Regions from separate parts of the Sus scrofa genome. Here region 2 is linked to region 1. A link is a contact called in public HiChIP or PLAC-seq data. All regions are on one chromosome and are shown on one strand. Each heading gives the region's core, a stretch centred on a gene start, on an enhancer-like site or on the middle of the called end of the contact. The rest is flanking DNA. Distances are from core to core; before and after follow the strand shown.

Region 1 (2,642 bases), core at 81-2,580:
CCCCAGCCCGCAGCGCGCTCCTGGCCCCCCAGCCAAGGCGTGCCCAGAAAGGGACGCGAGCGCGCTGTCGCTCGTCGCCCGGGCTCGGCAGAGGGGCCGGGAAGAAAAAAATCAGCGCAGTCAGCCGCCTCCCGCCCCGCAGCAGGAGCAGCAGCAGCGGCGGTGGCGGCGGCGAGGTGGGGACCAACCCTGCGCTGGTTTACTGCTCAGGGGGAGACGGTCCCAGGGCGAGGGCGTCGTTCGGCCCCCAGAGCCGAGCTGACATCGAGGGGAAGGTGTGGTCCAGGAGCCCCGGCTTCCACTCGGGGCCCGACAGCGCCTAGGTCCCCATCCGTCGGTGCCCGGGCCTCAGCCAGGACCCCCGTCCCCACCCAGTCAGCACCCCAGCCTATCCAAGACCCTTCTACGGGGGCTGCCAATGCCGCCCCTTGGGTCGCAGCGCTGTCAGGTGGTGACAGGTAGCGACGGGTGACCATGGCAACCCGAGGTGTGCTGCGCGGCCCGACCCCGTCTCGGCCTCCCGGAGTAGCTCACCTGAGGGCTCCGGGACAAGCCCGGAGAAGTGGCGGAGGAGAAAGCGGCGAGGAGTCCAGAGGACGGGGCCCCGAAGCGGCCGGCTCTGGGCTAGAGAGAGAGCGCGAGGGCGGCGGTCTGGGCTCCGCGTCAGTCCTGCCTCCTGCCACCCGCGCGTCAATCCATCAGCTCGTCAGTGCGTCCTTCCTCCCGTCTGCCCCTCCCGGCCCCGCGACCGCTCAGCTCAGCCTCTAGCCGACTGCGGTTGTCAAGCGGCGCCGGAGCCCAGCACCAGCCCCGAGCCTCAGCCAATCGCCGCGCTTCCCCGAGGCGCCTCAGGACCCCGCCGAGCGAGGCGGCCAGGCAGGTGCCTGCGCCGAAGGGAGAGTCGGCTGCTCGGGGCCAAGCCCGGGGCGGGGTGGAGACCCGCCTAGCGGACCGGCTTCCAGCTAGCGCTCCAAGGAGAAGCTGGACTCGGAGAAAAGCCGGCACGGCGATTGCGTGAGAGACCTGTCGTTCGGTCGCAGATCCCTGCGCCCCGCGTCCCGAAATAGACTGGAAAGGATTGTAACCTCCGAAATGAGAGTCGTCTGCGCGTTGGAATTGACTCGAGACTCCTCCCTGATGCTCTATGAATAAAGGATATTAAAGTAAACCTCGCCGCCTTCTCCTCTCTCTGCTTTTCCAGGCCCCACTTCCTCCCTGAAAACTCCAGCAGTTTGATGGCTCCATTCTTGATTTCTCATTTTGTATGCCGATCTGCCTTGAAGCTTTTTTTGTTTGTGTTGTTATTTAACATGTTTACTGCTTTTCACTACCCGTTATGGTTGTAAGCCCTTCGGCAGCAAACCTCACTACTTCCAATCCTATCGGTGCAGTAGTATTCCACAAATATACGTATGATGTTCAACACAGATAAATTAAGCATTCAAGGATATAATCATGTAGAACTAAGGAAAGAACACAGGACCCAAACCTCTAAGAACACTGTCCTCACAAAGGCTAAAAGCAAAGAATGAGCTGGGCTTCCCAAAGAGAAGGGACTGGGTAAAGGAGTCTGGTAATAAACATCAAAAACATTTCTGGAAAGGAAAAATTTGGCCCAGTTCAAGATTAAAAAAAAAAAGTGATACATTAAGGAAAGGGTTCTAAAAAATATTTACAAATCAATCGAAATCAATTTCACCGCAAAACTTCAATTGCCTGGTCCTGATTAACTCCTGGAAGAAAGTCTTCATTAAGAAGAAGTGATATGGGACAGAAAAATAAATGTAAATACATGTTACCCAAGGTCTTGGTTTTTTTTGTTTTGTTTTGTTTTTTTGTTTGTTTGTTTTTGTCTTTTTGCTATTTCTTTGGGCTGCTCCTGCGGCATATGGAGGTTCCCAGGCTAGGGGTCGAATCAGAGCTGTAGCCACCGGCCTACGCCAGAGCCACAGCAACGCAGGATCCGAGCCGCGTCTGTGACCTGCACCACAGCTCACGGCAACCCGGATCCTTAACCCACTGAGCAAGGGCAGGGACCGAACCCGCAACCTCATGGTTCCTAGTTGGATTCGTTAACCACTGCGCCACGACGGGAACTCCCCAAGGTCTTGATATTAAAAACAACAGCAACAACAACAGAAACTTTACGGAATGTATGAAAAGAAAACGTGGGCAGATATCATATACCCTAGAAATAAATAGTCTTATCAATTATTTTACCAGTATAGTTTACCTGAGAACCTGCTTCTCAGTCTTGATTTTCAAACAATTGCTGCTGCAAAAACCAGCACCATTTAAATAAATCTTCAGTTTAAATCTTCAATTGAGTGGAGAAAGAGTTACTCATCAGGGACAAGCTGAAAAATACCTGACCACCTATTGGGGCAAAGTGCTATGGAAAAGGAAGAACCCGACCTTCTGGTACTAGATTTGTTTTGGTATTAAGTAGAAAATGAAGTGCTTGGCCTATGTTCTCATTTAAGCCTTACGATCTCCCTTAAAATGCCTGTTAATTATTACCATCTTAGAGATTAAGGGAAATAATTCACCTAAGACCAAACAGCTGATAGGCAGCAGAGCCAAGATTTCAACCATTCTGAATCTTAAAACCTTCTTTGTCTACTCTACTTCATTGTGTAACC
Region 2 (2,642 bases), core at 37-2,536, 74 kb before region 1:
ACCCGGACTGGCGCTACCTAAACTGCCTTTCCAGGGCAAGAGGCCCTGAGGGGCTATTCTTTTTTTTTTTTTGTTTTGTCTTTTTAGGGCCGCACTGGCGGCATATGGAGGTTCCTAGGCTAGGGGTCCAGTTGGGGCTACAGCTGCCAGAGCCACAGCAACGCCAGACCCGAGCCGCGTCTGTGACCTACACCACAGCTCACAGCAACGCCGGATCCTTAACCCACCCAGCGAGGTCAGGGATCGAACCCGCAACCTCATGGTTCCTAGTCGGATTCGTTAACCACTGCGCCACGACGGGAACTCCTGAGGGGCTATTCTGAGAGGATGGAGAGGGGGAACTACGGGAGCCCCACTTGCAAAGCGGGAAACACCAAGAGTGAGTTAACAGCAGCTCCTAGGCTTGACCGCTATCAACAAAGAGATCTCCGAGGAGGCTGCTGGCCACTGAGTGGAAATCAGCACAAATGAGAAGTATCTGGTTTCAATGAACGTACACGTGAAACGAGAAAAACAAGACTAATTTGGAGAATAGAGTCAACTTTTGCCTGAACCCAGAAACACGGCATAAGTCAGCAGTTTGCAATTTTGTTCGCGTCCCTTTGTCTAGTTTCCTGGAGCAAACTTAAGAACGTGCGTTTCTAACGGTTCCTAGATGACGATGACGACGGTCAAGCTAGTCTGGGGACCGCACCTCCATAACCACGAGCGCAGAGAAAATCGTCCTTGTTTTTCACCGCCCACTCATAAATATTCATCTCTAACTTTTAACATCCAAATTAAGTTTTTAAAACTTAGGTACAACCAAACCCAAGCCATTCTACTGACGCTATTTGTTCAAACTGTGCTTAAAGTTTTCAGAGATAACTGAAGCCAACAAAATTCAACGTTCGCCCGCGTCTCGCTTTGCGCTCCTTGCCCCTTTCCCTAGGCCTCTCTTTGAACCGCTAAAGATAAGACCTCTGACTGGCCGGGGAGATAAGACCGGGCGCTCGGCCATCCCCGTCGACGCCGTGCTCAGAGGTCTCCCGCAGGCCGGGGCAACACCCTCGGCCTCCCCTGCGCCGCCGCCCGCGAGACCCGCCGGGGCCGAACTCCAACCTGCCCGCCGCTCAAACACACCCGACTCACGTCCCAGGTCGCCTGCCTGCCTCTCCAAGGAGACAGACACGTGCCCACGTCGCAAAAGGCAGCGAGCAGACCCCAACAGAGCAGAGCTCTTCTGCGGGCACCGGGCCTCTAGCGCGTCCTCATCGACTCGCTCGGCCGGCAGCTGTGTGTCCCTCCCGGGCGCGCGGCTGATTGGCCCGCCGAGGGGGGCGGGGCCGGCTGGCTTGTTTTCTGTATCCTCATCAGCTGAACTCTGCAGGTGAAATCTTACAGGGAAGACAAACACATAAAAGGAGTACGAAACGTATTTTCTTAGTATCAGTTTATTTTATAAGTTTTCGAATGTGTAACATTTGCAAAAAAAAAAAGCCCAGAAATCTATTTGGAGTATTTTTTGGAGAATTTTTTAAATGGGGTTGAGTGATAATGGTATCCTATAGTATTGAGTACTGGGGGGGGGGGCGGAGGAGTGCACACTGCGTGGTCGTTGGAAGTAGTAAGTTTCCTTTTGATTTTTATCTTTACGTACTGGCCTTGCAAGCTTAGAAAATTCTCCAAAGAGGAAATGAGTTTTACACACTAGGAGAAAATAAAAGGTGTACGCAAAAGTTACTGGAATCAAATTTAAAAGTATATAAAGCAGTGCACTTGAGTGTGCATGTTGCTTATTACAGTTTTTAAAAATTAAAATACAAGGAGTTCCCGTCGTGGCCCAGCGGAAACGAATCCGACAAGGAACCATGAGGTTGCAGGTTCAGTCCCTGGCCTCGCTCAGTGAGTTAAGGATCCGACGTTTTAGTGAGTTGTGGTGTAGGTCGCAGACGCGGCTCGGATCCTGCGTTGTTGTGGCTGTGGCTGTGGCTGCCATCTGTAGCTCCGATTAGACCCCTAGCCTGGGAACCTCCCTATGCCGTGAGTGCGGCCCTAAAAAGCAAAAAAAAAAAAAAAAAAAGAAAAGAAAAAAGAAAATACACCTGACATAAAATTTACCATCTTACCATTTTCAGTGTAGAGTTCATTAAGTATATTAATATCGTTGTGCAATCATCACCACTATGCATCTCCATGAATCTTTTCATCCTGCAAAACTGAAACTCTATGTACCTTAAATAATTCATCATTTCCTTTCTGCCCCCAGCCACTGGCAACGGCCATAGACGCTTTGTATCTCTATGAATTTGTCTACTCTAGGTAACTCATGTAAGTGGAATCATACAAAATTGGTCTTTTTTGTGACTGACATTTCATTTAGCATAACATCCTTAAGGATCATCCATGTTGTAACACATATCAAAATTTCCTTCCTTTTTAAAGGCTGAATGATGCTCCATTGTATTATACACCACGGTTTATCAGTTTGTCTGTTGGACTCCAGTTGCTTGTACCTTTTGGCTATTATAAGGCTGCTGTGAACATCAGTGTACAAATACTCTTTGAGACCCTGATTTCAATTATTTTGAGCATATGTACCTAAAAGTGGGATTGCTGGGTCAAATGTAATTCCATTTTTGGTTTTTTAAGGGATCACCATA

Evidence for each region. HiChIP or PLAC-seq counts read pairs in DNA pulled down with a chosen protein or histone mark.
Region 2: a contact with region 1 is called in an H3K27ac HiChIP or PLAC-seq map of alveolar macrophages. The contact joins the promoter of CLCC1 here to the promoter of WDR47 in region 1. A contact is called at or near these places in 1 of 47 Hi-C or Micro-C datasets (heart right ventricle) and 1 of 2 datasets of contacts at active chromatin or transcription factors (alveolar macrophages).

What each region holds. Positions count from the first base shown.
Region 1 is chr4:111,005,026-111,007,667 of Sscrofa11.1, reverse strand. It overlaps WDR47 (WD repeat-containing protein 47), which reads right to left and starts at 1,330. Exons shown (of 15, transcript XM_005663599.3): 1 at 535-1,330.
Region 2 is chr4:111,079,292-111,081,933 of Sscrofa11.1, reverse strand. It overlaps CLCC1 (chloride channel CLIC-like protein 1), which reads right to left and starts at 1,286. Exons shown (of 11, transcript XM_005663605.3): 1 at 1,132-1,286.